Regions from separate parts of the Mus musculus genome. Here regions 1, 3 and 4 are each linked to region 2. A link is a contact called in public HiChIP or PLAC-seq and promoter capture Hi-C data. All regions are on one chromosome and are shown on one strand. Each heading gives the region's core, a stretch centred on a gene start, on an enhancer-like site or on the middle of the called end of the contact. The rest is flanking DNA. Distances are from core to core; before and after follow the strand shown. Region 1 has its middle 170 kb from the start of Gm34259. Region 2 holds the start of Arid1b (AT rich interactive domain 1B (SWI-like)). Region 3 has its middle 190 kb from the start of Gm41516. Region 4 has its middle 150 kb from the start of Gm34259.

Evidence for each region. Promoter capture Hi-C pulls out the DNA fragments that hold promoters and counts their contacts. HiChIP or PLAC-seq counts read pairs in DNA pulled down with a chosen protein or histone mark.
Region 1: an H3K4me3 HiChIP or PLAC-seq map of pro-B cells shows a contact between it and region 2, with 3 times the contacts expected there. The contact joins the enhancer-like site here to the promoter of Arid1b in region 2. A contact is called at or near these places in 3 of 39 promoter capture datasets (the C10 cell line, hippocampal neurons and maxillary cranial neural crest) and 4 of 115 datasets of contacts at active chromatin or transcription factors (embryonic forebrain, forebrain, large pre-B cells and 1 more).
Region 3: a promoter capture Hi-C map of hippocampal neurons shows a contact between it and region 2, with 10 times the contacts expected there. The contact joins the enhancer-like site here to the promoter of Arid1b in region 2. A contact is called at or near these places in 2 of 39 promoter capture datasets (hippocampal neurons and pre-B cells), 2 of 484 Hi-C or Micro-C datasets (cerebral cortex and forebrain) and 3 of 115 datasets of contacts at active chromatin or transcription factors (embryonic forebrain, forebrain and large pre-B cells).
Region 4: a contact with region 2 is called in a promoter capture Hi-C map of hippocampal neurons, with 5 times the contacts expected there. The contact joins the enhancer-like site here to the promoter of Arid1b in region 2. A contact is called at or near these places in 2 of 39 promoter capture datasets (hippocampal neurons and maxillary cranial neural crest), 1 of 15 datasets of contacts at CTCF or cohesin (pro-B cells), 1 of 484 Hi-C or Micro-C datasets (cerebral cortex) and 3 of 115 datasets of contacts at active chromatin or transcription factors (embryonic forebrain, embryonic hindbrain and forebrain).

Annotation. Positions count from the first base shown.
Region 1 is chr17:4,444,191-4,448,877 of GRCm38.p6, forward strand. No RefSeq gene overlaps it. Among named protein-coding and RNA genes, the nearest start is that of Gm34259, 170 kb to the right of the region's middle. Within about 2 kb of position 1,646, at least 7 of the 459 cell types and tissues checked have an H3K27ac peak or open chromatin away from gene starts, as enhancers often do. A contact at or near this core is called in pro-B cells, where this site is marked.
Region 2 is chr17:4,992,850-4,997,672 of GRCm38.p6, forward strand. It overlaps Arid1b (AT rich interactive domain 1B (SWI-like)), which reads left to right and starts at 2,225. Exons shown (of 20, transcript NM_001085355.1): 1 at 2,225-3,643. The coding sequence starts at 2,246.
Region 3 is chr17:4,381,037-4,385,659 of GRCm38.p6, forward strand. No RefSeq gene overlaps it. Among named protein-coding and RNA genes, the nearest start is that of Gm41516, 190 kb to the left of the region's middle. Within about 2 kb of position 1,430, at least 15 of the 459 cell types and tissues checked have an H3K27ac peak or open chromatin away from gene starts, as enhancers often do. A contact at or near this core is called in hippocampal neurons, where this site is marked.
Region 4 is chr17:4,462,762-4,467,313 of GRCm38.p6, forward strand. No RefSeq gene overlaps it. Among named protein-coding and RNA genes, the nearest start is that of Gm34259, 150 kb to the right of the region's middle. Within about 2 kb of position 1,585, at least 11 of the 459 cell types and tissues checked have an H3K27ac peak or open chromatin away from gene starts, as enhancers often do. A contact at or near this core is called in forebrain and hippocampal neurons, where this site is marked.

The sequences.
Region 1 (4,687 bases), core at 396-2,895, 550 kb before region 2:
GAGGGCTTAACATTGATCAGATACTGCCTAGTCCATTTAAACTCTGTGATGGCTACTATTGGTTGTCAACTTGATTACATCTGGAATGAACTACAATCCAGAAATGGAGGGCACACCTGTGAGAGAGTTTTTTGTTTGGTTTAAAGTGAGTGAATCTATTTCCAGTCTGGAATGTTTTGAGGTGGGAAGATACCTGCCTTTGATCTGGATCTTGAGGGAGGAAGATCCTTTCATTTGGGTATTAAGGTGGGAAGACACACACTTAATCTAGGTCATACCTTCTGCTAGAAATACATATATATACTTATGTATGTGTGTGAAATAAGAAAGCTTTTGCTCTTTGCCTGCTTGCCCTTGCCTTACTAGCAAGCCAATTCCTTCACTGGCATTAAAGTCTATGTTTTCTGGACTCCAGCACATACTGAAGACCACCTGAGACATCCAGCCTTGTGGTCTGAGAAACTACTGGATTCTTAGACTTTCTGTTCATAGACAGACATTGTTGGATTAGCTTCACTGCAGCCTCTAAGTCATTGCAGTAAATCCCCCTTATGTATATGTATAGGTACATGTACACAGACATACACATATGCACATATCTGTGTGTGAACACACACAGATATTACTTGAGAGGAAAATTGTATTAGTCAGGGTTATCTAGGATAACAATTTATAGAATGAATATATACTCACATACATGAGTACTCACATACATTTGTGTATATATGTGAATATATGTATATATAAATATACATGTATATGAGATTTATTAGAATGACTGTGGTCCAAATAATTCAACAATGGCTGGCTGTAAAAGGAAAATCCAAAAATCTAATAGTTGCTTATGTAATAGTTGGATATTTCAGGTGGTCTTCAGGAGACTGGAATCCTGGAAAAGCAAACTTTAATGAAAGTGAAGGAATGGACTTGCTACTGATGTGAGAACAAGTAAGCAAAGAACAAAAGCTTCCTTTTCCTTCTTCATGTCCTTGTATTGGCTTCCGCAAAAGGTGTGGCCCAGATTATAGGGTTTCCCAGCTCCAGTGATCTCGATTAAGGATCTTTTACACACTTAAAGTATCTTTCTACCTCAGAGCTCTGGATAGAAATGGATCTTCCCACTTCAAATTAAGCAAAAATCCTTTCCAGTGTGTCTTCCATTCCATGGTTTAAGTTAATTCCAGATGTAGTCAAGCTGATAATTGTGAAAGGACATCCCAGGTATGTAGCAGGCCAAGCACATTTCTGATTTTATATTTATAATGTAAGTTGTAAATATCTGACATGTTCATTAAAAGTAAGACCATACACTAGCTTCCAAAACAGAAACTATCAACTTCACTAATTAAAAAATTTTGATTCATCAAGAAGTATAAAAAAACAAGATAAGAGTATGTGATTTGTGTCAGATAGGGTTTTTATTGCTTGAAGCAATGCCATGACCATGGCAACTCTTAAGAAGGAAAACATTGGGGTTGGCTTATAGATTCAGAGGTTTAGTCTACTATCATCATGGCAGGAAGCATAGTGGCATGCAGGCAGACATGGTGCTGGATAAGGAACTGAAAGTTCTATATCTAGATTCACAGGCAGCAGGAAACAGACCCTCTGGGCCTGGCTTGAGCATCTGAAACTTCAAAGCCCATCCCCTTGTAACACTTCCTCCAACAAGGCCAATAGTGGTCAACAAGGCATTTCCCAATGGCACCACTCCCTTATAAGCTTATGGGGGCCATTTTTATTCAAACCACCACAGATTGACAAAGCAGGTTAGAAAGAAAAAATGATCATCGGTGGTAGATTTGTAGAGCTTTGAAGCCTGTAGTATTAAATGGATCAATCAACACTGAGTAGAATCAAACAGAATATATGCTAAGATTTCTCAATGCTGTCCCTTTATAGATAGAAACAGCAACAATCTGTGACCAAATGAACATATATTACATCATTAGAACAAAGTCATCGGAATGCTCTCTGCTTGGTAGTTTAGGAACAGTGTGTCTCAGTTTCACCAATGCAGAGTAGAATCCTTCTCCACTTACATTGATCAAGGCTCTATAAGAGGAGTGTGCACCCTGCTCCACAGACACTCCTCTGTGCTATCACTAGGACTCAGGACTCTCATCAAAGGGACCTTCTGCTTTGCATTCATGCCTGCATGGTTTTCCTCCAAATAACAGGGCAGAAGAGGGGCGCAGGAGGAAAAGGGGGTTCTATGTCCTGTGAAAAAGACTTTTTCAGAAACTTTTAACAACTAGACATAGGAGCTGACATCTCTGTAGGTAAGAAATAGTCTAAGCGACTCTGGATTTCTTGGAATTGTGAGTTCAGTACCTGATAGTTTCATAAAAGCTAGCTGATGACTCCAAATTCAAATAATTATTACTAAATTAGTGAGCCTGAGAGGAATATCTCATTGTGTTCATATATTTTGGAACAAGGTTGGCAGAACTCTCAATGTTCTATTTTGAGGTCTAAACAAAAAAGCATTTTCTTTGTTATGGCTCTTAAGGTCTATGAAGCTGTAATGATTCACATACTATTAGAGAATTTAAAAACCTCTGAGTATAGACTCCCATCTGTACAATAGTAGAAACAAATACCTTTCTCGTTCCTTTTAATGACAATATAGTTATTTTTATTTTAGAGAATAATTAGCATTTTCTATCTAAATATAATTGAACAACCTAAACATATAATCAAAGCTGCACATGAAGGACCATATTTTAGGGTACAGTAGTCATCTCTGAGTCATCAACCATGATGGAGCAAGGCTGTGCTTCTGTAAAGCATAGCAGGGTCTCAGTCTTCATGAAGGAAGCCAGGTCTCCTCTTTGAAATTCAGAAGCTATGGGACATTTGGCAACCCTGAAGGGAAAGAGATTGATATCAATCTGTGGGAATTGCAAGTAAAACTCAATGGAGATAAATCTCTTGGGTTTGAAGTCTTTGTCTCAGAATACAGCAAATGTTATCAAGGTCTTATTCAATGTCTAGAGAATATGTATTATTAGAAAATCCAAAATCCAAAATCCCTTTGCAACTAATGTTTTTCAAATCTTATTATTAATGATGCTTCTTAAACACTTTAATCTCCATTTTAGCCCACCATCCACCAGAGGTGGTGGAAAAGACAGGATACAGGGGAAGTGGACCTGTTTAGAAAGGTACTTTGGAGCAATTCCCATCTGTGTTGTCTGGAAATCAGCAGTTCAGTCCACAGGTTAGCAGGCAGCAGCAGCTCAGCACAAGTCAACAGAGGGACCAGGATTCGGAATGTCAGGAGAAGTTCTCCTCTGAGCCTCTCTAGGCAAATTGAAGATCAGTGATGATGAGAGACCCACAAGCCTAGGTCAGCCTCTGTCACTGTCCGTTGAGTCCTACTTATACCCTCCAAACATCACCTGCCCTCCATGGTTCTTGCCTCAGCTCATGCATCCGTATCAGCTGACATCACTCTGTCAATCAGCCCAAGTTCGAGGAAGCAACAAGAAAAGGCAACACACCATCAAAAGTTTTCTGGTGCGTTTCTCTCTATGGAGTCCCAACAAATGAAGCTCAACTCCGAAATGTAAGGCAGACCAACACATGCATGTTGTTAGCAAGGAGTCCTTCATCATGTGTCCTTTTTTTGCCTTAGCAGAACATCCTTTGACCTGTGTCTGCCTCAGCTAAATGTTCCTTCATGTGTCTGCCTTAGTCTTTCACCTGTGTCCACTTCAGATAAATGTTTCTGCAAGTGTTTGCCCCAGCAAAACACTGCCCCAGCAAAACACTGTCCAAACCAACAGACTTTCTAAAGAATCCTGAAGTTTCCAATTCATCCCTTGACAGAGCATTTTTCTGGACTTAATAGTTTCTAGAGTCATATGATTGTAGGCAATTCCACTGTAGCTTACATGTGTCCGTACTAATTACCATACCTGTGAGGGCACCAGACAATATTAAGACATGATTTATTAAAACCAAGAGTCTACCTTAGAGATAATGTATGAACTAAAAGGTATTATAGGGTAGGTAGCATGGTGGCTCCTCCCTGCAACCCTAGCACTAAGGAGGCTGAAGCATGAGCATTGATATGGGGGTTCTAGGCAAGCCTGACTGATGTAAGACTATCTTACCTTAAGAAAGAGAGGGGGAGAGGGGGAGGGGAAGAGAGGTGAAAAGGAGAGAGGAAAAAGGAAGAGAGGAGAAAAGAGTACAAGAGGGAAGGGGAGGGAGGGAAGGGGAGAGGAAGGAAGCAGAACATAAAAGAAACCATTAAAATGGTTAGAATTTTTGTGATTGTGTTACCTCACTCAGGATATTTTCTGGTTCTATCCATTTGCCTAAGAATTTCATGAATTGATTTTAACAGCTGAGTAGTACTCCATTGTGTAAATGTACATTTTCTGTATCCATTCCTCTATTGAGGGACATCTGGGTTCTTTCTAGGTTCTGGCTATTATAAATAAGGCTGCTATGAACATAGTGGAGCATGTGTCCTTATTACATGTTGGAGCATCTTTCAGGTATATGCCCAGGAGTGGTATAGCTGGGTCCTCAGGTAGTACTATGTCCAATTTTCTGAGGAACAGCCAAACTGATTTCCAGGGTGATTGTACCAGCTTGCAATCCCATCAGCAATATAAGAGTATTCCTCTTTCTCCACATCCTTGCCAGCATCTGCTGTCACCTGAGTTTTTTA
Region 2 (4,823 bases), core at 975-3,474:
TCATACACTCGCCTATGGCTGTCACTCCGTCACACACATGGATATATTCCCTGCTCCCCAGCTGTTTCTATAGGGTCATGGACTGTCCCTATACTCTACAGTGACCCTGGGGTATATATACCTGCTTCTCTTCTCTCCATTTAGTCATTACTACAGCCCACTCAATATCTAGAATTTTCTGTTTAGCCATGTAAAATATTTACACTTGGCCTAGCACACAACCAAGGCAATTGACATAAGCTAAAATAGTTTTTTCAAGCGGCTAAAGAATGATTTTGGAAAAGTACAGTGCACCGGAATCTAGCATATTCCTTCAGCCTGACCTCTGGGAAGCTTTGGTTTCAAATGCGTTCTCTCACACAAATCAGTCCACTCTAGCATAACTGAGCTGTTGCTTAGGTAAAGAAGTCTGGATACCAGAGGCAGTCAGAGATTAGTTACTCCATGATAATAATGTGTAAAACATTATTCTGCTAAAACAATAGGCACCTTTTAAAAACTGGGCAAGTACTGCATATTTCTGCTTTGGGATTAGACTGTTTGCATTATTATTGATTTTATGTTTATTAAATACATCTATTTGGTTTTGTTTCCCATTACTTAGAAGTGAACTCATATCAAGAGGGTTAATTGCACACATTAACCTCTGAAATATGATGAAAGTCGTCCTTAGATTTATGAAGACCCAAGATAAACCTTAGCCGGCACTGGTTTTGCACCAATGGTTAAACGTCCCCTGAATGCTGTGTGGAGCTAACACTACACACTCGAGGACACCCAAACGCATTATAAGAAAAATACTCCATGGGGAACGCTAGGAGTTTTCATACCTACTTCCGGTGCCTTTAAAAAGAGTTATATAAACACCACCTTAGATCGGAGTGGTGAATCATAAGCAATTATTGAGTGCCTGCTGTGTACACGGCACAGCAGTCTTTGCTGCTTAACCTTCACTTAAGTCTTTCATAATTTCTCAGTTGGATGAAGTTGTGGGAATTAAGCCGATGGCCTGAAATTCAGGCGCAGAGGCCAAGGTTGTGAAAAATTACATAACTCCTGAGAGAGACCGAGTGCTTTTGCCCGGCCTGCCTGAGTGTTTCTCTTCTCCACCGGCTCCTCGCCACCTCTGAGGCCCAACAGACAACTTTGCTTCCCAGCCCCTTCTCCCTCTTTTGTCTGCTCTTCAGACTCGTTTTCCACCTTCGTACCGCTCCCTTTAGACGTGAAAACAAACACAGGGCCGCGCGCGGGTTGGCAGGGAGACCGGAGGCACGAGGGGACCGAGCAGCTTCGGGCCCCGAGCGCCGGCAGCCGGTTCCCCCCCCCCTCCCCTCGCTCCCCCGGGCCGGGCCCTCCGCGCCAGGCCGGGCGAGACCAGCCGGGTGAGCGGGGCGAGCTGGCGGGCGAACGTGCGCTCAGCGGCGGCGCCCGGGGCCGAGTCCAGTCCGCGTTTTGCGAGTGCGCAGCAGCCCTCGGAGAGAAGCGGATAATAGTTGCTCCGGCTCGCTCGGCTCCCTCACGCCGCGCTGGGCCCGATTAGGCTCAGGCAAGTCGTGCATTTCCCCCCCCCCCCCATATCCGGGTTAGAGAGGGGGGAAAAAGAGAGAGAGAGAGAGCGAGCGAGAGTGAGGGAGGGAGAGAGAAAAGTTTCATTGCAAGCGGAACTAAAAAACTTTCCGCCCGTTCAGGCCGTAGCGGGCGCGAGCCCCCGAGCGCAAAGGCGCGCCCCCGGCGGGCGGCCCGGGGCTGCGGGGGGTGGGGTGGGGAGGGCACCGCGCTTCCCCGCGGGCCGCGTGGATGCGCGCAGGAGGGGCGGCCGGCTGCGAGTGGGGACATTGTCTCCCCCCACCCCGCCCGGCCGCGCCACGCCGCGGCGATCATGGCCGCGCGGGCAGCAGCGGCGGCGCGGGCGCGGGCGGGCAGCGGCGAGCGGCGGGCGCCCTCGGGGCCGCGGCCGGCGCCCGGGGCCCGGGACCTGGAGACGGGCGCGCGCGGCGCGGTGGCGGCTCCGGGCCCCATCCTGGGGGGCGGCGACGGCGGCCTGAATAATGTGCACCACCACCCCCTGCACCCCCGTCACGACCTGAACATGGCCCATAGCGCGAGCGCCGCGGCGGCCGCCAGCTCCAACAGCGCGCAGAGCGGCCGCTCCGAGGCGGCTCTCAAGGAGGGTGGAAGCGCCGCCGCGCTGTCCTCCTCCGCCGCCGTCGCGGCCTCTTCCTCCTCGGCGGGCCCCGGCTCGACCATGGAGACCGGGCTGCTCCCCAACCACAAACTGAAAGCCGTTGGCGAGGCCCCCGCTGCACCGCCCCATCAGCAGCACCACCACCACCATGCCCACCACCACCACCACCACCATGCCCACCACCTCCACCACCTCCACCACCACCACGCACTACAGCAGCAGCTAAACCAGTTCCAGCAGCCGCAGCCGCCGCAGCCACAGCAGCAGCAGCCGCCGCCACCGCCGCAGCAGCAGCATCCCACTGCCAACAACAGCCTGGGCGGTGCGGGCGGCGGCGCGCCTCAGCCCGGCCCGGACATGGAGCAGCCGCAACATGGAGGCGCCAAGGACAGTGTCGCGGGCAATCAGGCTGACCCGCAGGGCCAGCCTCTGCTGAGCAAACCGGGCGACGAGGACGACGCGCCGCCCAAGATGGGGGAGCCGGCGGGCAGCCGCTATGAGCACCCGGGCCTGGGCGCGCAGCAGCAGCCCGCGCCGGTCGCCGTGCCCGGGGGCGGCGGCGGCCCAGCGGCCGTCTCGGAGTTTAATAATTACTATGGCAGCGCTGCCCCTGCTAGCGGCGGCCCCGGCGGCCGCGCTGGGCCTTGCTTTGATCAACATGGCGGACAACAAAGCCCCGGGATGGGGATGATGCACTCCGCCTCTGCCGCCGCCGGGGCCCCCAGCAGCATGGACCCCCTGCAGAACTCCCACGAAGGGTACCCCAACAGCCAGTACAACCATTATCCGGGCTACAGCCGGCCCGGCGCGGGCGGCGGCGGCGGCGGCGGCGGAGGAGGAGGAGGCAGCGGAGGAGGTGGAGGAGGAGGAGGAGCAGGAGGAGCAGGAGGAGCAGCGGCAGCGGCAGCAGGAGCCGGAGCTGTGGCGGCGGCGGCCGCGGCGGCGGCGGCAGCAGCAGCAGCAGCAGGAGGAGGCGGTGGCGGCGGCTATGGGAGCTCGTCCTCGGGGTACGGGGTGCTGAGCTCCCCGCGGCAGCAGGGCGGCGGCATGATGATGGGCCCCGGGGGCGGCGGGGCCGCGAGCCTCAGCAAGGCGGCCGCCGGCGCGGCGGCGGCGGCGGGGGGCTTCCAGCGCTTCGCCGGCCAGAACCAGCACCCGTCGGGGGCTACACCGACCCTCAACCAGCTGCTCACCTCACCCAGCCCCATGATGAGGAGCTACGGCGGTAGCTACCCCGACTACAGCAGCTCCAGCGCGCCGCCGCCGCCGTCGCAGCCCCAGTCCCAGGCGGCGGCGGGGGCGGCGGCGGGTGGCCAGCAGGCGGCCGCGGGCATGGGCTTGGGCAAGGACCTAGGCGCCCAGTACGCCGCTGCCAGCCCGGCCTGGGCGGCCGCGCAACAAAGGAGTCACCCGGCGATGAGCCCCGGCACCCCCGGACCGACCATGGGCAGATCCCAGGTAACCCCCGCGCCCGGCCGGGCCTGCTTCCGCCCGGGCCTCGCGCCGCGAGCCCGACTTTCTTTCTTCGCCGGGTACTTTTCCCGGCGGTTGGCGGGGGTGGCGGGGGCGCGGCGCCGCCGGGCCGGGGCCGGAGCTGGCGGGGCTGGGGAGCCGGGGTGTCCCGCGCCCTTGCTGCGCGCTGCGCTCCCGTGCCAGGCCCGGGACGGGACCTCGGTGCCCCAGGCCGCGCCCGCCCGGGGAGGGCTCTCGGGGCAGCGGGCTCCGGGGCCCGGCTTGACTCCGCCGGCGCCCACGGTGTGCCCTGAGTGGGCGCGGGGAGAGAGGAACTTTCTCTCTTCGGGCCTCGGTCGGTTTCCCATTCCCCTTGCGAGGAGGAGGCAGGGGGAAAAAAAAAACCAAAAAAAAAAAAAAAAAAAAACCCAAAAACCGAGGTTAGCTTTGTGACAGCCGTGGCTGGTGGAGTTTGGATGTTTACCAGCAAGAATAAGACCCAGATTTACAACGGGCGGAGGCGAAATATTGTAAAATAACATCGATTCGTTCCTAAGAATAGCTGGGGAGAGATCCATTATGGGGCTAAGGGCTCCTTGGAAGGAGTCACCTTCAACCGGGAGGCGATGTTGAAGGAATAGATTCCGGATCGATGGAACTTATTTTGATCATGGGTTAGGTTTTCCTTTTTTATTCAGCAAACCTAGTAAGGTAGTAGGCCAGAGAAAATGGGTCGTTGTGGATCGTATTTGAGTGGATTTTCTTGATTTTGCTGTCTCCCAAGTCCAACAGCGTTGTTAGGAAGTGTCTTGCGCTCTGGCTGTTTCTTGCTAGTAGGCTGAGCCTAAAGACTGACTTGATCTCTCCTTTGCAAGGTTTGGAATTTGAATTGTGGAGGTAAACTGGCTGTAATAGTCTCCAGACAGCTGCCTCTGAGTTGACATCTAATCTGCCATCTGATTGGCTCCCCTCTCACCATTGGGCATTTAGCACTGCTGATGTAAATAGAAGTGCGGAGCAGTACAGTCACAAAAATTCCTGACACAAATAATAACTGAACTCTATTCCAAGCACATGGAAGATTGAATACTATTTAGAGCTTAAATTGTTATGAATCATAGTTAGTAATAAAGGATTGAATACAGAGAAACATGCTGTTGTCCAGTATTAGGCATTTATAAAACTT
Region 3 (4,623 bases), core at 180-2,679, 610 kb before region 2:
ATTCAAAGTCAAAGCCACAATCTTGATGTGACAATGTCTCTGTTTGGGAAGTCAGTTGGCTGTGCCTCTCCTTCTTCTCTACCCCCAACTGCAGAGTGTTTCTTATCATCACTCCCCTTCTTTCTTACTCATTTCACAACCCACACCTGCTTCCTCAAGACAATGAGGCAGCAAGAGTCAGAATCCTGCAGAAAACAGAGTAGGTAGGCTGTTGCTTCCCAACTTATCCATTACCTAATAAGTGCAGATCTGAGGTCACATCTGATGGTGGAGAGCCAAGATATATCCCCTAATCCTGTCTTGCTCAAATATGTTCTAAAAACAAGAAAGCGGGGTTGGGAATTGTTAAAAGAACTTTAGTGTATTGTTTCCTGGGTTTTCCTGACCCTGACTTGGGAATGGTTTATTCTTAACAATGGCTTACACCTTACTTGCTTACAGGTAGGCTACAGAGCTCCAATCTTAGTTTTCTGCTTAGTTATCTGATACACACTTATACTGCTCCACTTCCCTCATGGGTCTTCCTTCTGCAGCAGTAAAGGTTCAGAAAGGTTTCCATTTAGGTTGGTCCGTTGACTCTGGAGAGACTGGGAAATTTGAAGGAGGTTGCAGGTGAATGGTATTAATGAGAGTGGACAGGATGGCTTTGTAATTGGCAGTGTGAAGGCAGATTCAGTTCCCTGGGCCTGAACAAAACCCAAAGTGGAAGATTTAATTGCCTGGCCAAAGCTTCCCCTCTTATCATTTGCATGATACCAGAAGAAGAGTGAGCAGCCAGACAGAGTATGGTCATAGTCAGCAAACTAAGTCTGACCAAACTACTGGGTCAGAGTAGAGAGCCTTAGGGACACTCAGAAGAAACAGCAGCACAGAACACAGCAGACAAAAACACCCCACATGGAGCTGACATCATGAATTATGTAACTTGAATAATTTCCATTGTCAATAAAGCATCAAAATGAAGCTCTTCTGAATGCGAACTGAGGGAAGAGTCCTCCGAGGAGGCAGATGCTTGCTGTACTTGAGGCTGCCAGTCTTCAGCGGAGGAGCAGCAGGCTCAAGACTGCTGTCAGGGGTGCTCTGCCGGCTGCTGGGGGGCCCACCTTGCTGCAGTTGCTCTCAAACAAGCCAAATAAGAACATAAACAATGTGTTATTAAATATCCCCATGCTGATCCTGCAGCTCTGTATTTACGCAGCACTCTGTCAAGAGCCCAAACCTTTATCCAGGAGACCAGAACACTTGATCTTAACACCTTCAAACAGATGGAAACCACACAAATGGGAGACGCAGGAATAGAAAAGAAAATGATACCTCTTCTGAGCTAACCTTGGCCCAGAAAGGACATAATGTGGACGGGGGAACTGTCAGGAGGAGAATTGCACTCTCTTCAGAAGCCAGTGTACCTTTAATTTCAAAAGTACAGCCGAGGATCGTTTTCTAGACAGATGACTCTCCGCTCTGTATCTCTCGCTGTTCTTTGGAGAGCTTCTGCTATTCCTCTCCCATCTGTTATTTTCATTTATTTCAGCTAGGGTTTTTTTTTTTCCTCCCAAATTGGAGGATCTTATTTTGGGAACGATATATTCCATAAATGTTATCCCATTTGAAGGAACGGTTGTGTTTTTTCTCCCCATCCCTTTTTAGGGAGAAAGGAGAAGAGGATTTTCTGGGTCTCTACCTTAGGTTCAAAACATAAGCCTTCCATTGAACAACTTGCTAATAAATCTCTATACCTAGCTCATACCCTAGCAAGGGGGCCAAGCCATACCCATGCTGCCCCCTTGGAAAGAATCTCACTTTGCATACTCTCTCCAAATGTTGTCCAAGTTCCTCCTGAGTGAAGACTTCATCAGGCCTACATCTCCATCTGAGTTGTTGGCAGGCAAGGGAATGGAAATGCAAATAAAGGGACATCTGTGCTATATCCAGAGAACTAGATCTCATCAGAAAGACTAGAACTTTCATCAGAAATGAAGGAAGGGGGAGGGGAGGGAAGGGAAGTCTGGGATGCACAGCTACCTGAACAGACATCTATTCTGAACACACAGCTACAATGAGACCCTGTGTCCTATGTACAGGTGACATCTCCACTTCCAGTCCTTGGATGTCAACATCTTAGATTTGGAAAACTGAAGATGTGTTACTTCTCTCAAGTTCCTTCTTAAGCTGCACCTCTGTTCCACTCCCAACGTAATTGGCTCCTAGCATGTTGGATGACTACTTGTGCCATGTGCTTTTCCATAAACATGGTTTTGTATGTAGTAGGCCTGCCTGCCTGCCTGCCGTTTGCTCTTTTCTCTACCTGGCAAACTTCTGCAGAGAAATTCCTGGCTCATCTCCTCTAAGACAGCTGAAATGTTACCCTACTCTAGGATACTTTCCCATATCCCCCTCACCCCAAATCCCCACAGTTTCCCTGTGTTCCTCATCCACTTTCTCTCACACAACTCCAATCTTGCTCATGGCCCTTTGGAAATTTGATCTTAATAGTTTGTTTTCCCCTTGGCCACTGTTAAACTCACGTTCTCTTAATATTTGCAGGTGGAAAGGAAAATCTTATGGCTTTTATTGATGGTGGAATTTGAAGAAAGTGTTTTCCCTTGAAATATGCAATTATAACAGCTCTATTCATAAATATCACCTAGCATGTCTATTCTTGTTGCTGTTGAGAATTAGACTCACCCAAGGGACATGGGCTCTAGTGTTTCTTTAGCCGTTAACTAGCTATTGGTGTTCTCAAATGTGCTCCTGTTCAGCTTTTTCTATTAGTGTCGTGAATGTCCTTTCTATAGTCATGAGTACTTCCTTTACTTATTTTTTCATGTCTCATGGTTGAAACAATGAACTTGAATGAGAAGTAAGAGCTTTTATTTAATAGCAGAGACCATCATGTTGACCCACAACTAGACAAAATGCAGAGAAGTGACTACCAGGTGCCTAACTCAAATTAGTATATCTATAACACAAACATACAGCTAAGGATCAAGAACTATCGGGGAAGAAGGAGCAGAAACATTCTAAGAGCCACATGGCCCAAATGTCTTCTGAAAGATGCTGTCTTCCAGCCATATTAGGGGAGCTGCATCCATCAATTCTCAACAGGAAAATTGAAAACAAGACTCCATTGAACCCACCAGTCAACATGCCAGTGTGGATAAGGGAGATTTCACAAGGCTCCACCCCTGATATTAAGAGCTATAGGCAATCACTGGCCATTGAGAGAGGGGGAATCAGTCAGTCTCTTCTATGGATGAGTTTCCTGATAGATTATCCAATCTTGAGTGTTCAGCCCTAAACACATATACATATATGAACAAGACTAAACTGACTCAGTAGAGTCTCTCCCTCTTCCATTCCCTCTCCCCCTCCTCTCTATTTCTTTCCGTCTCTCTCTGTCTGTCTCTCTGTATCTCTCTGTCTCTCTCTGTCCCTCTGTCTCTGTCTCTGTCTCTCTCTCTCTACACACACACACACACACACACACACACACACACACACACACACACACAGAGTGGGGGTTTGGCCTAGATAATGTCCAGATCTTCCATGAAAACTTTTCAGCCTTGATCTCTGAGTAAGAGGATAGGCAAGTCAAGGTCCAGTCCTTGGAAGAGGCTACATAACCCCTTCTATCTTTGCTCTCCTCATCCTAAAGTGGAAGAAATAGGAAGTAGGGGTGGACATGTTGTAGATGCAATATTCTTGCATGAAATTCTTTTAGAAAATTTTAAACTTTAAGTGTCATGAATGAACTTATAGACAGAAAAGCTCTGTGTAGATAGATATGTAGGAAAATAAGACCATTTACTAAATGTGCTGTCTTTGCTCATCCCTAGCCTTCCTCTGTTCACTATCCAGTAATAACAAGAGCAGCAACAATAGAGTTTAAAATAATTCACATACTGTGATTTCTCACTTTTATTTTACTGACATGTAGGTATAATGAAATTTTATCTAAATTCCAAGGGAAACAAAATTAGAATATTACATAAATCTTACAATAATAAAGTGTACTTTTAAAAGAAATGTTAAACTTCGGAATTGAGAAAAGTTGGACATTGCCTGGCCCAATCGCCTGCCTAAGGCCACAGAGACGAAAGGTAAAAGAGGTTTCATAGTCTCCTGGAAGAGCTGGACACTGGCTAGCCAGCCTCACACCTTAGGGTGAGGATTGAAGGCTGGAAAATTTTGAGTGGCCTGCGTGGAAAAGCTGGACGTTGGCTAGCTCAACCTCTCATCTTAAGGTAAGAGGACCAAGAGCAGAGAAGGGTGTATGGACTAAATAGCTGGATTAAAGACTGAGCTGAGATTCAAACCCAGGCCCCCAGTGCTAGATCGGTGCTCTGTGGTCCTTAGGAGGATAAGGAGATTTCCGGAAGAAAGTACGTCAGTGCTGTTTCTATTCCTGAATGATCAAGATACTTCTGTGTGAGTTTGCCACCATACAATGGCTCTTCTTTCTCCCTTCTTGTCAATCCATGAACTTTGGCTTGACCTAACTATTGGTGTGATGGTACCATTGTCTTTCCTCCTCCATCCATTTCCACGTAGTTGGTTCCCTCATTACCCTTATATGTCACCTTCATATTGAGAATGTTCATTGATTGTTCATATGGATTT
Region 4 (4,552 bases), core at 335-2,834, 530 kb before region 2:
GGGTTAAAAAAGAAAACCAGGACACAAGGTTGGCTGGGTAGGGAAGTGGCAATGGATCTGGGAGGAGTTGAGGAAAGAGGGATGTAGGTGATCTAAACTCACTGTATGAAATTCTCAAAGAATTAATTTAGAAAAAAGAAGAGGTGAAAAAGAAGCACTGTAGGCAAATGACAAAAAAAAAAAGTTTTATTTGGAAAATCCCATAATGAAACTTAATTCTCTGAAAGCCAATACAAGTTATGTAATTAGTTTAAATAAGCAAATAAATGTACTCCTTTATCTTCAAGAGTTTAAAAAGTAAAATTAATGTAAAGGGAATCGGGAATTAAGAAAAATCACTTATGATTAGAATAGAATATCCATTGCTGCAAGCAACACTCATTGACAAGTGCAACAAATGGGAAGTTTTCAAAAGAAGCAGGATACACCTATTCCTCCATGTAAGTGGAGTCAGGTTGCCCAGCCCAGGGGAAGCTGAGAGACTTCACTGTGCCTCCATACATGACTGCTTGGCAGCACAGCTTGCCAAAGACCATCAGTTGCCTTCCTTGTGAATGCTACCTTTGTGCAGCATCAAGAAAGTCTATCAACCACCATCCAAGCAAAGGCTTACATTCAAGTTGTCAAGTATGGTTTTTATTGAACATGCTGTGGTATTCTAAGCCATAAGACCATACATCAAACCATAATAAGCACTAGCTATTTTATTTGTATCTCATATTCATACCCTTCTGCAAATTCACTAACTAGTATTCAGAACATGACCACAAAATCCTGTTACTCCTCCCCTGTGGTTGAACTTAGTGCCCTGTTTGTACCAACTAGATGAGTGGAAAGAGTTAATACCTTGACTTTCCCAGGGAGAAAACTAGCGGATCTCACTTAAAGTCAGTGACCAAGGTTAATGTCATCTGATCAATTGTGCACACTGACATGTTCAATGACAGGAATATGGTGTTTCTGTGCTACCCTGCCCCAACACCTATAACCTCAGCTTGTGGTTTAGTCTGGGTATTAAATAGGTCCCAGGTGCTTGATGATGGTTAGGTCTTCACCTGCTGGAGCTGCTGAGAGGTGGTGAAAGCTTTAGTAGGTAGGGTGAGGTCAGTTATTGGAGACCCAACCCAACTCCATTCCATTGAGCCTACCTTCTCGTTCTTTCCTTTCTTTATTCCTCCTCCTCCTCCTTGTTCCTCTTCTCTTTTCTTCTCTGTTTCTCTCTTCTGCCTCTGTCTGCCTCTGTCTCTCTGTCTCTCTGTCTTTCTGACTTTATATCTGTTTTTCTTTCTCTCTCTGTATCTCTATCTTTCTGTGTCTCTGTGTCTCTATGTGACTGTTTCTCTGTCTCTTTTACTCTGTCTCTCTCCTTATCTCTGTGACTCTGTCTCTCTTTGTCCCTGACTTGTCTGTCTGTCTCTGTCTGTCAACCTTCATCTCTGTTTCCCTCTCCCTCCCCCTCCACCTTCCTTCTTGTCCCCAACAAAGTAAGCAAAGTGAGCAGTGTTGCCTCCCTCCATATTCCCCACCTTGATGTGCTTCCTCAGCACAGGCCCAAAAGCAACAAAATGAGGCTAAAACCCTGAAACCAGGAGCCAGACTGAATCTCTCCTCTTTTAAGTTGATTTTTCTCAGACATGTTACCATAACAACAGAGAGCTAGCACAGCATATTTTTGGTTTAAAAAAAAATCAGATAAATTCAGATGAAGAGACATTGTACAGGATTCCTCAAAACGTTGTTAGCCAAGAAAGACAAAGAAAAAGAAACTGTCAGAGACTGGAAGAAGCTGGATTGGCATGATGGCCAAATGCATAATGGGATCCTGGAAAAGAAGAAGAAAAAAAAGTTAATGGAAAAACTAAACCATGTAAATGAGGCCAATGGTGGAACTGGCAGTGTTACAGCACCGCTAACCTCTTAGTTTTGATAAGTACACTGTACAACAGTAATAGCATCAGAAGAACCATTATGGAAACACCCTGTGCTTGGTAACAGGGATCTAAAATCATTTCACATGTTAAAAAAAAATGTAAGACTGAAGGTGATTTCCTGGCAGGCACAGCTGGAGGGATGCTTGCCTGTGAAGGAGGAAATGGACTTGCCAAAGGAAATGAGAAATGAACAAGAGGCTGCTATGGATGCTTGCTTACATCTCCCAAGAAAGTGTCCTCTGCATTTCAGACTGATTAGCCTTCCGTGCTGGCACCGGGCTGTGACTCTGCAGGGCTTCTGTGATTTTATCACTCCTGTGATCTTGTGTCTTACCATGGGGTAAAACATACCTTTCCACCTCTTTGGGAGAGTCTTGCCTTGGTGGTCTAAGGCTGGAAGTAATACCTTTTCCTTAGACTAAGCCGGGGTTCTGATGCTGCTCCGTGGGACATAATCAATATCATCCCTGACCACAAAAGCGCAGCAGTTTATGTTCAACCCTGTAATTGATGTGTTTGTCATGCATGCTGCAAGCCACTTATACGGATTTACCAGAAAAGCAGATCATTCAGCCAAACTAGCCTATTTTTCTATAGATGAGCTCCACTGCACCCGGGGTTGATATCAAACTCACTATGTAGCTAAGACTAGCCTTAAACTCCTGAGCCTCCTGCCTCTACCTCCCAAGTGCTGGGATCATCGCTGTGTGGTATCACACCTCATTTGCTTAATGCTGGGCTACTTCATGCAGGCTAGACTGAGCCACATCTCCACCCTCACGCTACATTCTCACAATATACTTTATGGATGTGCATTTTTCTCTCCTTTATATTCAGCAGAAAATTCACTCACATTTATTGTAAGTACAAAAAGGCAAATAACTTTGAGCAATAATTGCATGATTTGTCTAGGACAAAGCTTTTGTTTTTCTTAAACGTTGATATGTTGCATCACCCAGACAGAAAATACAGCCCAGAGTGTAGGATACACACATACTCACCATAAAAACAACCATATTGTAACACCAAAATTTATTTATAAAATTGGTCAAGGAAATTGAGTTTAACATATGCTGTTATCATCCAAGAACATTTAATGAAATCACACTTTGTATTTATATAGCACCTTTCTTCTAAGGAGCAAAAATATGGCTCAGATATTCTTATTCTCACACCACGCTTGACAGGTGGGTAAGTAGCAACATTTAGACGGAGTTTGAATCACTAGAAAGCCAAGATGTGCATAGAGAGAAGAAAAAAGGCACACACAGGAAGCCAGAGGCTCGGAACGTTCCAACCTCGTACCAACTGGGTTCTACCTACACTTTTCTCTGAAATTTTAACTGCTAGTTGAATACTGCTGACAAGAAAACGGGAACAAGGGAGATATAAAAAATGGGTTTATACCAGCCCACTCAGGAAGCTAATGGGAGGAAGGCCAGACTACAAGACTATTCAAGGCTAAAAATAATATCTAGACCTTGACTGTCACCTTAGCTCTACACATCTGCTCAAGCCTGAGTCCCACAAAAGCCACCAGACATTTTCATTAAGGTCCGGTGTGTTTTATGGTAAAGATGCCTCTGCTCATCAGTCACTATAGATTGGATGCATTCATGGCAAACCAATGATCAGTGTAGGCGAAATCAACATGAGGAGCACAGGAATTCTTGTGTAAAGGATGTTAATGATTGAAAGACGTGGGTATGGTGTAGTCCTGGGATACTCTCAAAGCTATCCCAAAGAATTAAAAGTCTCTTCAAGGTAAACACCAACTATAGACCTCTGTTGGAGCCTGAAAGTTTATTTTGAATAAGAAAATGGCCGGGGAATGCATTTCACAGGCACACGACTGTCTTTGAAAAGGTTGTGACACCATGTTGCAATCTTTGTACTCTGTGGCATCCAAACTGCACTCTTCACTTGTTCATCTTTGTCTGATAACGTAGCTGAAAACACTTTTGAGGTCCATCCTGTTTTCAACAGCACCAGCAAATCTTGGGAGACAGTCATACAGAAAGGATAAAAGTTCCCACATTCTGAGTTAAGGAGACAAACAAAAGATGTGTATTACATTCTGGAAACAAGCTTGGATAGTGCAGGAAATGAGACAAAAATAACCAGTGATACTCCATGCTCCTGTGTAGTAGGGGTGGGCATTCTGCAAGACCGGTTAACATATCGCCTATGTACCTTACATGAGTCTCCCACACAGACTCCTTTGGGGAGAGTCCCATTTTATAGACTGAGGAGGCTTTGTATACTTGTCAGACAGAGGTCAGAGAGACATACAACTGTCTAACTCCAAGCTGGATACCCAGCCAGGCTTTTTGCTTCTCAATTTGTACAGAGAATGGAGTACTTCGTACTTTTCATTTCTTCCCACATGCTGAAGAAAAACCATAAACCATCACTGCTTTTTAAGATTTTTAAGTGTGTGCATGGTTCCATGCGCGTGTGTGTGTGTGTGTGTGTGTGTGTGTGGGTGTGTGTGTGTGTGTGTGTGTAGTGGTGGCAGCTTCCAGATACCAGAAGAGAGTATCAGATACATTGAGGCCGTAGTTATAAGCATTTGTGAGCTGCCAACATGGGTGGTCTTGAAGCATTTGCTTGTATCTGAA